Regions from separate parts of the Drosophila melanogaster genome. Here region 1 is linked to region 2. The links are chromatin contacts, called in public Hi-C maps. All regions are on one chromosome and are shown on one strand. The core of a region is the stretch at or near the end of the contact, and the rest is flanking DNA. Distances in the headings are between cores, read along the strand shown.

Evidence for each region. Hi-C and Micro-C count contacts between places; a contact is called where the count stands out from the background.
Region 1: a contact with region 2 is called in a Hi-C map of the Kc167 cell line, with 3 times the contacts expected there. A contact is called at or near these places in 4 of 107 Hi-C or Micro-C datasets (the Clone 8 cell line, the Kc167 cell line and embryo).

What each region holds. Positions count from the first base shown.
Region 1 is chr3L:23,254,477-23,260,344 of dm6, reverse strand. The region is part of intron 5 of nAChRalpha4 (nicotinic Acetylcholine Receptor alpha4); the gene reads right to left. Among named protein-coding and RNA genes, the nearest start is that of lncRNA:CR46475, 22 kb to the left of the region's middle.
Region 2 is chr3L:23,093,422-23,099,070 of dm6, reverse strand. It overlaps CkIIalpha (casein kinase IIalpha), which reads right to left and starts at 1,999. Exons shown (of 4, transcript NM_001300224.1): 1 at 1,597-1,999; 2 at 1,314-1,511. It overlaps RpL10 (Ribosomal protein L10), which reads left to right and starts at 3,600. Exons shown (of 5, transcript NM_001275304.1): 1 at 3,600-3,634; 2 at 3,766-3,796; 3 at 3,860-4,165; 4 at 4,225-4,387; 5 at 5,193-5,649. The coding sequence starts at 3,774. The coding sequence ends at 5,357.

The DNA.
Region 1 (5,868 bases), core at 360-2,859, 160 kb before region 2:
TAAATGCTGCTATCACTAAGGCAACTCTCAAGAAGCCAATTTTCAAGGTTGCAGAAAATATATTCAATTCAACAAGAAAAATAGGCAGCAACAGAAGATTATTCCAATGCCTCCTTCAAGTATTACACCTACCTTTAGCAAGCAAACTTTTGCCAGAGCTAATAACACGGACGATCAAAGCAGAACAACTCTGGATGCTTAGTGGGAACAGCTCTTCACGAGACTCGACAGGATGATGTTGATTATAGAGTCGCTCATGCAAGCGATCCATCTGACGCACCTTCCCCTCACCTTCTCACACAATTGCTGCCTGGAATGCGAACGGCGCCTCCTGGAAAGTCGACGAGATATTGCTTTTCCTCAGCTGTTCGCAATACATTTGTAGAATTACGGAAATGGGCAAACCCTTATAAGGTCTACAATATACTCCCATCAACTCTCTCGAATGAGCAGTCTCCTTCCAGCCTACAGGTTAGCGGAGGCAAACATTTTGTTACTTCGGCAGAAAATACGCCAAGCATAGATGGTGGGACAACCACAAAATGTGTGGCAGAGGTATGATTTGTCTTTTTTTCTAGCGGACAAGGGCATCGAAATTGTAGCTACTGGCGAAGCTACCTGCTACCCCTTCTGTAAGAGTGCCACTCCCAGCGCCATTGGTTTTTGCCTCTCAAAGGGCTTCAGACACCAACAGATATAAGTAAGAGATCTGACTGAGCTTTCGTCTAACCATATCCCTTCAGTGAATTTGTGCTGCATTTGCATGCAAATGATGCTATTTTTTAAACACACGCCGAGGCTGCCGTCGTTCGGTGAACTGCCGGCTACGCAACCACCGCGCCAAGAAGGTCCAAAAACTATTAGAAGACCCATACTAAATCCTGAGGCAAGAGCTCTTTTGAACCTCAAAAGGAGCCTCAGGAGTCAGTTCATAGCGAAAGGGGATCCTGCAACTAAGCAGTCCCTCTCAGTGTCACAAACAGACTTCGTCGGATGCTTGCCAAAAACCACAGGAAAACCTCGACACCCTTGTAAAAGAAGGTGGCCCTGACAACAGCAGCGACTTTTCGGTCTGTTAGTTAACGAGAGGAATAAAGGGGCAGTCGCTCTGCCAATCGCCCGTACAGGAACACATACAGCATATGCCCGAAAACAGATGGTGACAAAACGTACCCATTTGCTGAGCATTTGTTCTCCACCTTCACCCCCTTCCAACTGACGGAAGACTGCCACCGAGCGAAAGTCGCAAACCTTTCGACATACCCCATATTAGACATTAGACATTACATGGCTGCTGGAACAATTTCACAGCCTTGTTAATCACGTAATACACAGCTTTCGGTCCAAGTTCCAAAATGGTGGGAGTCTTTCTGGACTTTAAAAAACAAGGTATTTCACGAGGGGTTTTTGTACAAAATTAAGGCTATTCTTTCAGCACCCCATTGCACACTTTCCTGTACATCCTCTACACAGTAGATATGCCGGTTCCGTCCCCAGTGCTCCCTCGGCCAAGGTACTTTTGGCTACATACGCTGAAGTCAAAGCTATGCTTCCATCCCACAAGTCGCTGCAAACAGCCACGAACGCAGTACAGGAATGTCTGAACGACATTAAAATCTGGGCAGCCAAGTGGGATACAGCTATAAACTGCTAAGTCCGCTTGTGTGACATTCGCACTAACTTACAATGGTGGAATGAAATTTAAAGTTTCCTGGGAGTCCACCTGGATCGAAAACTTTTGGAGGGCCCATATCACAGCTGTAAAGGCATAGGGCCTTAAGAAGCTACAAAAGCTGGACAGGCTCCTGCTGTCAAGCAAACTTTACCTTTCAACGAAAGTCCCCCTCTTCAAAGCTATAATAAATCCTAGTATGGGGAGCGGCCTCCAAACACCAACTGAAGAGGCTGAGAACTGTTCACACACGTGCTCCTCGGCATGCATGCGGACTTCCTTGGTACGTCATCAATTACGCTATCCTAAGGGAGCTCCGGATAACTCTGATTGGTGATCAGATCAACATTCACAGCATCCGGTACGCAGGCAGGCTGGCAACACACCCAAACGCATTGACGTCTACAGAGGACGCACCCACTGATCTCCCTGCCCGGATTATTTCCTAAAGAACTTTTGAATGTAATTCAGTTAAGGAGTGTTTCCAGTTTCCAGTATAATATTAAACTGCCTTGCATCGGGGACAACGCAATAAAATTGTAGACTTTTTAAACGAATACACCTCGATTCTTGCAGTATCTTCTATTATAGTAGAAGAGATAATAAGAGTACGATCCGAATTGTCTGCCTGATCATGTTCACAAAAATCTCTACGCAGCAAATATAAGCTTTATTTATTAGATAATAGACGAAACAGATATCAGGCGAAACCGTTGAAGAAGAAAATGTTTACCAAAATAAAGAATTTGATAGCGTTAGGCGCTGGTAAAAAATCTCAAGCCGCTTGGAGTAGAAACCGCGGCCTAGTTAAACAGCTGTAATCAAAATTAAGTATTGTATTAAGCCTATATACATCTAAACGAAAGTAAATAGTATGGAGTAGAAAGACAGCCGTTGACCGTAGCTATCGGACAAGTCAAACTTAAACTTTTTTCGGGAGCCGGACAACTGCACGTAGTCACACAAGTACCCCAAATCATTAGAAAATACCATTCTAATGACAAGTTGTACAAATATCAAACTTCGGTTCAGTTCAGTATAAAATGCACGTTTAATATTGAGGGCTTTTCAAAAGAACTTATGTTCTTAAATTCTTTAAGATCGAGCTACTTTACATGATTTCATTTTCTCAAGACCCCTAAATTGCGATTGGAAACGCTCATACAAATCGGACTATGTTTGTAGATTTATAATTTTCAAATTTCAACCTTGCAAAGTTTTGTAAGCATATATCTATAGGTTAATGTTTTGAGAACAAGCTTTCGCTCAGTCGGGTCTATATCTCCGAATAAAACAGAACATACATTTACAATAATATAAGCTATTTGTGCGTTCTTATACATTTTAACTAAAATTAACTCAAATTTTTTAAATTTTAATTTTAACTCGAAAATTGAGATCACGTCGGGGTCACCTAATATTTATGCCAATATGTAATATGTATGTGGCATATTATTAGGTTATTAGGCATAAATATTAGGTGACCCCGACGTGATCTCAATTTTCGAAGTCAACATTTAAAGACTACAAGGGCTTTTTAAATAAAATTCATTTTTAGCAGTGATATATCACACGATGCGTATTTTAACAAGAATTTCTATATTCATTTTTTTAGTTGACAACACCATTAAAAAAACATTCACGTTTGTTTTCTATAACTTTTTCCATCGGTAAGTGACCGTCGGGGAACTCGACTTTTATACCCGGTACTCATAAAGTAAAAGGTACACAAGGTTCGTCGAACTCGTAGAGCAGCTAAGTTTATAACCGTTACTCGTAAAATAAAAAGTACACTGGTTCGTTGAAAAGTATGCAACAAGTAGATGTAAGCGATTCTGGCCATATTAGATATATATGTACGAGTATTGTTTTGCTGGGTGAACAGTCTTGTCGATCCTGGCTTCAGTTCGCGACACAGTGGGGAATATTAATAGACCCAGAAGCCGACAAAACGAAGCTCGAAGATTCACGTCGAACTTCCACACAAAAAGAATGACGTCCTGCAATGCCATTAGTGCCAATTCTTAAATAACATAAAAAATACCTGTCATAAAGGCGTTATCTGTTCAGACGTGGTCAGCAGCGTGCCAGTAACAAGTGAAAGTTTGAATCTGTAATACTATGGATCGTTGTTGTATTGAGTACGCATTTTCTGATTTCCGTTCTTTATTGGGCATTTATACGTTTGTTCAAAAATCTTTGATAAGGTTGAAAGCAAACTTATTGGGCGGTATAAGTCTATCTATGTTAGAGGTTAGCCGACTTTGGGTATCATGACGACCAGAACACGCTTCCATTACTTAGGGAAAAGCGATAGTCTCAGATTGAAGCAAAAGTAACATTACTTTTGTAGTGGCAACGGTAATTTACTCTACATACTTCCTTCCATCAAAGATGTATTTATTAGAAGTTTTTTTTTTGAGTCATAGAACGATAGGTAGGTAGATAGATAAATTGATAGATATCTTGACATGGCACCAAGATCTTGGCTAGGGTTTTTTTTTTATTTGTTGAGGTTTTGTGTGGGCGAGGTACAAACTGAAGATTGATCCGAATTAAGATCTGGTATAGCCTTTGAATGTAACACAATTATAAAAATTCATTTTGTGATTTTGTAATTTTTTTTTTTAATAATCAGCATTAATATTATTCATATAAAAAGAATAAAATATAGATTGTAGTTGTAGTGTTCGTGTTCAAAAATGTCCGTGCAGTGTACGTATTAATAGACTATTATAAACACCAGCATGCATTAAACAAACAAAATTTCAAAAGTTTGGGAACGCGTCGAGAAAAAGAGGTATTAAAGAGTGCTTCATTTGCCACAGAACAGAGAAACAGTTTCCTTGAATTTTTTTAATATACATTGCTTCTTTCTTTTTTTCTAACATACATGCATCGTACAATTATGTGGAATAAAAAATATATAAAAAAAGTAGGGATTGGGATCTTCAGTGTTTTCTTAGATATTTATCACAACTCACAAAGTAGCACATAAATAAAAATATTTATAAATATTTTATTTAAATTTATTTATGCGTTTTTCTTTTCATTTCTTTTCCACTATTTTTTCTTTTCCTCCTATTTTTTTAGTTTAATTGCATTACGCTTCTTTGAATTTCTATTATTATTAATTATTCCCATACAATTATCATAATTATTCCCAAATAATAATATAACTTGGAAAGTATCCCGAAACAATCCTGAGTAATGTTTACGAAATTATTTCAATATAAATATTGTAAAATAACTAACTATTTTAGCGCGTGTGTCGGCTTTAAGTGCTGTCGAGGGGTAGGGTATTGACGGGAATGTGAACAACACCGCTCGGCTTTCCGTACCGCAGTCGGTACTTCCTAGGTCGACGAAAACATAAATTCTCGGGAATTCAGCCCGTCTTTGCCGTAAGACACCGTCTGAGTCGACAGATGCGTTCCGAATAATCGAACAAAAAATGGTTGCTTTGGATCAGGTGCCTAACCTAAAATTTAAACAGAAGTTCGAGCGAATGTGGTCGAATTTCGGACGGACTTTTCTGGGCGACCGTGCGGGGGCTATCGGAGGTAGCCCCGCGACGATCAGGGCGCAAACCAAGCGAAATGTGATGAACATTCCGCTAGCACGCAACGTCTAGTGAAAGAAACCAACGAGCTTCCAACGTACGAGTGGTGACCTTTCCTTACATTGGGGGATCCTGGAAGTGTCGGATGCAGAATTGCTTTCGACCTACGATTGAACATGTCCCTGGCCATGTCAGTGGTCCGAAAGGAAGAAGTGCAGGAAGTTGTATAGACAACCGAAGTCCTCCTGGCCCCTTGCCTACAGAGTCGCCTTCCAAAGAGAACTCCAAGCAGCCTCAAACCGAGTTTGCAGCAACAAGGATAAATCATACAGGATACAGATCCCGCCTACGAAACGCCGTCCGTCCCAGTTCCAGCAGGTTTCATCCGAGATGCAACGGTGGAGACAATTGGAAACGCCGTGGAGGATGACGATAGCGGAAAGCAGCCTCTGCCCGCCAAAGCTACGTACACCTGTAGGGCCGTTCCTGGCCAACACAATAATTGGCTTCACGACATCATAGTGCACTCTCGAAGACCATCTGGATCATCTGGGGAGCGTCTTTCGTAGATTGCAAAACGTCGGACTGAAGCTGAGTCCCCGAACATGTAACTTTTTTCGAACGGAGGTTAGTT
Region 2 (5,649 bases), core at 750-3,249:
GACTTTGCTTGTTAAATTTTGCTGATCAAACGTGCTTAAAGCGAATTATTAAATTTAATAAAATGCCTGGAAAGAGATTAACTTTTGAAGTTACCCAATTAATAAACTATAACCACCAGTTGGGAAAATCTTTTCCAGAATTAGTATAAATGTTTCCTGTATCCCGTAAGACCGTCTACAATGTTTTAAAAGGCTCGGAAAAAGAGGGCAGGCTTGAACCTAAGAGTGGTGGTGGGCGGAAAATTAATATTAAAAAGCGTGTAGACCGCTTTATTATGCGAATAGTGATTGCGAACCCCCGAATCTCGGTCAGAGCACTTGCTCTGGATATCAGGCAAGAATGTCACCTAACTGTGTCACACGAAACTGTGCGCCAAGTCATCCTACGCCATAGGTACTCTTCAAGAGTTGCAAGGAAAAACCCTTTGCTATCAGATGCCAATATTGAAAAGCGTCGATCATTCGCTGTGAGCATGATGGATCATGCGGAAGAGTACTGGGATGACGTCATATTTTGTGACGAAACAAATATGATGCTCTTTTATAACGACGGGCCAAGCAGAGTATGGCGCAAACCGTTGAGTGCGCTAGAAAAACAAAATACCATTCTAACGATAAAATTTGGAAAAATGTCACTAATGGTTTGGGGCTGTATCACCAGCCGTGGAGTGGGAAAACTAGCCTTAATTGAGAGCACAATAAATGCCGTGCAATATCTAGGAATTTTAAAAAACAAATTTGAAGGCCAGTGCAGAAAAATTTGGTCTAGTTAGCAACAACAAGCCAAATTTTATATTTTAAGAGGACATGATCAGAAACATAAAGAGTGCAATGTACGCACCTGGCGCCCTTATAACTGTGGTAAAGTGATCGATACGCCCCCTCAGAGTCCTGATCTGAACCCCATTGAAAATTTGTGGACCTACTTAACGAAGAAGGTGGCAAAAAGGGACCTAAAACACAACAACAGCGTATGACTGTAATAGTCGAAGATTGTGAAAAGATCCCGTTTGAATATGACCTGCAAAAACTTGTCCAATCCATGAAAAAAAGGCTTCAACTTGTAGCTAAAGCCAATGGGGAACATACTACATACCAAAACTTTTAAAATTTTAATAAAATAATTTAAAAATTTAGGATTAAACTAAATAAATTAAACAAAACACTAAATGTGTTTTGTGTAAAGAGTTCACAGTGTGTAAACAGTTTTTTGACAAACTGTATATATATTCTATATATATTATAGAATTATTATATTATATTATATTATATTATATATATCAATACTCTGATTTCGGTGCAAATATGCTTACCACGTGCCATCGTTGCTGAACTTTGACTGATCTGCAGTAATTTTAAACTTATTTTGTTCTGCATTTTGTTTTACTTTGCAGATTATACCAAGATAGTTTTTCCGTTGTTCTTCTGTTCAGATAACGGTAAGCTTGAAAATCCCAGTCGGAAGTACGGAAGGTATCAAAGGAAATAAGTATTACTAAGTGCTTCTTTTTCTGCATAACAACAACAAAAAATTACGATCTTGACGATTAAGAATTGGAAATGCAACTGGACAGAAACGTAATAAATAAACCACACCTTTTCGCCCTTCTCTGTCTGCTTCTATTGTTTTCGTCATTTTCTTATTGTGAGTACGGTTAGTTTAAATTCTTCGTGTCCTTTTTACTATGGCGATCAAAAATATTACTTCAGTGAAAGAAAATGTACATACAGTTTGTCAAGAAATTGTTTGCACAATGAAAATAAATTGTATATTTGACTTTCAATGCAAAAATATAAAGGCCTTTTATTAAAAGGCATGAATTTATTTTTATTGATAACTATTTATTTATATGTTTTTTATCAATATGTGAAAAAAAAATAACAAAACTATTGACAATGAACAAGAAAAACAACTGAAACCAAGTTTGCATAGATTTGACACTGTCAAGGAATTCTTTTGTTTTCAATTTTGCTCCTATTCCGAGAAATTTCGATAACTAAACGGTACAGAATCGTCATTTACATATTTCTTTATACTCGTTGCATTTGGTTGAGAAAGTGAAGTGATCTTTGCTCCAGTTAGTTTTGAGAAATTTAGAAATGCCTGGCAGAAGATTGAGTTTATAATCACCATTTGGGAAAATCTGTCACGGAATTGTCAGAAATGTTTTCTGCATCGCGGGGAACAATTTATAACGTAATTAATCGCACAAAAACGAGGGCAGATTGGAATCAAAATGTGGAACAGGACGTAAAAATAAAATTTCCAACCGTTCAAACCGAGTTACTATGCGAAAAATTTATGAAAATCCGCAAATATCTTTAAGAACTGTTGCTAATTAGCTTAAGGAGGGCTGCGATCTGGATGTGTGACACGAAACAGTGCGCCAAGCCATACTCCGTCATAAGTACCACTCACGGGTAGCAAGAAAAAAACCGATGCTGCCGACAATTAACATCGAAAAGCGGCTTACTTTCGCTATCGAAATGCAACATCAGCCAGAAGATTACTGGAATAACGTAATTTTCTGCGACGAAACCAAGATGATGTGTTATACGACGATGGACCCAACAGAATGTGGCGTAAGGCGCTAACTGCGCTGGAGAACCGCAACCGTCAAGTTTAGCAAAATGTCGGTTATGATTTGGGTATGCATCTAGTCGAGGAGTTCGAGATTTGGCATTCATATTGATCACAATGAAAGCAGAGCATTATTTAAACATTTGAAATGCAATCTGACATCCAGCGCCATTTGGTTTTTATAAGAACAATAGACCTGATTTCAAATTCACAAAGTGAATTAGTCGATAGGCCAATTGGAAGAGACTACTATTACTGTCTGTTTTCTGTCTGTCTGTAAATTACAGAAAAATTAATAAAAAATCTTTGATATCCAATTCTGTAAGCTGCCTTCGAAATGTTCAGTTAAAAGACTAGACCATTCCAGCCTTTTGCCGATTATGTTACTACGTAAAATATCTGGTGTGCCTCAGAAAATACTCTCATTCCTACTTTGGATATCCAAAACGAGATTGGCCACCTAGTCTGATTCGGATTATCTGAGTTTGGGTCTATAATAAATGAAGCAATACAATTGTAAGCTCAATGTTTCTGCTGCTTATAACATATAAATCTTTGTAACTTTATTCTAGGATAGTAACAACTCTTAGCGGTCCGTTCGAAATGACTGCTGAAAATGGCTAAAATACAAAACCATGAAGTGTAATATATATAATGTGAATTTTTGTAAATGTTACTGTTATATTTATCTGCCCGAATACCAATGACTTAGTTATGATAAGCACAAATCTGGGTTGAAAAACATAAGGTGTGCTTATGGTTGAGGTAAGATTCTAATTTACTTATTTAGTTGTAGTTTTTTAGCTTTGACGTTTAATCGCCAAAAATATTTTTTATTCCAATAAAAATGTATCGAAGAACACGAACACATACATATTTTACAGTATGTAGATTTTAGTGAGAACAACATATAAAGCAATTCAGTTTTGATTTCAAATTGTTTCAAAACAAAGGAAAACACTTATCTCAAGTACATGATTATCGGTTTGCGACGAAACCTTTTGTGCTTCCGGTGTTCGTGTCTTCCTTTTCTCGTGTGCTTCGTTGGAAGAGGTTAGTGAGCGGTAAATGATCTTTGGAAATCTAATATGTTTCATGTTTATAGAAGTTTATATTATCTTACCAAGTTTCTGTTTTGTGCTGTGATGTTAGCATATATTTTATTTATTTGTTTTATTTTTCAGGAGTCGAAATGGGCCGACGACCAGCTAGATGGTAAGCAAATCAGTAATTTTGTATGAACTGTCCGTTTAGTAAAACTCTTATTTCATCCTCCAGCTACCGCTATTGCAAAAATAAGCCGTACCCTAAATCTCGGTTTTGCCGTGGTGTCCCTGATCCAAAAATTCGTATATTTGATTTGGGAAGAAAAAAAGCTACAGTTGAGGATTTTCCCCTGTGTGTTCATTTGGTTTCTGATGAATACGAACAGCTGAGTAGTGAAGCTTTGGAAGCTGGACGCATTTGTTGCAACAAGTACTTGGTGAAGTACTGCGGTAAGGACCAGTTCCACATCAGAATGCGCCTGCATCCATTCCACGTCATTCGCATCAACAAAATGTTGTCGTGCGCTGGAGCTGATAGGTAAATAATATTTCATATCTGTGTTAACTACTGTATTCTTATGACCTCTTTTGCACTAGGCTTCAAACTGGAATGCGAGGAGCGTTTGGAAAACCGCAGGGCACGGTTGCTCGAGTTCGTATTGGTCAACCCATTATGTCTGTCCGCTCTAGCGATCGTTACAAGGCTCAAGTTATTGAAGCTTTGCGGCGTGCTAAGTTTAAGTTCCCTGGACGTCAAAAGGCAAGTATAGCGAGTCACTTACAATAGTATTTAACCCAATAGTATATTAACCCATTTTTTCAAACATCGAAGTCTGAACAAACCACATGGAAAATTAGTAATCGCTTTTATTTCATGTCATGGGCGAGGCTATTCTAATATCGCCACAGTTAATTTGTTGGGAATGAGCTAAAAATAATATTACTAGCGAACCTAAATCAATATCTAAAGAACTTTAAAATAGTATTATAAATTATTTATAACTATATACCTCATTTAAAAGAAAAAAGTGTTGAATCTTAAACTTCTTATTTTCGTTCAAATTGGTGACAAGATTTTGGGTAACACGTCGAAATCGGCGTTAACTAAGGCAAAGATTTTATGATTGCTAGTGTAACCCGCAAGACCCTCGACAAAAATTTAATGCATTTCGCTAGGGATAAAAAGGAGAAATGTGGAATCTTCCGCGCTTGTCGAGCATACGCTTAGGTCTTTGTTGCAAGCTGATAACCACTCGATACTTCCTACTATTTTTCTTAACTTAATTATTTCCGTTTCCGCTAAACTCTCCTAGTAGGTATAAAAAAAGCATTAAAGGATGTTTATTCTTTAGTCCGTTAGCGGTCATTTGGTAAGACTACGACTATGGTTCGTGCAGGTAAAGAATTTTGAAGACGGTTTTGGAAAATCGTATTTTGGTCCATTAGGTACATTTGTTTAAATTTTTAAGCTTCGGTGCGCACGAACTTAAGATGGTTTACAGAAATTACGAAAAACTAAGAAAACAGATTTTGTAAAACAATGTTTTTCTTAAATATATTTTTAGATCTATGTTTCAAAGAAGTGGGGATTCACCAAATACGAACGTGAGCGTTATGAAGAACTTCGCGATGACAACCGCCTTGAGCCTGATGGTTGCAATGTGAAATACCGCCCAGAGCATGGCCCGATTGCCGCATGGGAAAAAGCTCAGCGTGATGTTTATGCTTAATAACACATTGAAATAAAATGTCACTTAAAGTTTCGTAACTCAGAAACAATATACAAAATTACCATTTCCTGAGCACATATATATATGCGTTGCTTTTTGGTAGGAAGCTCAGAATGCCCTTTGTATTGTTTTAACTTTATTATTTCGCAGCAGCAGATTTGCTTTCGTAGAAAGAAAAAAAGAAAGATTGTTTTAAGCGTGTAGAAAAGGTTAATTAGATTAAAAGCAAATTGAAGGTAATACGGGTCCGACTAGAATGGGTACTCCTTTTCTCGTTTTTATTGCGTTTCTA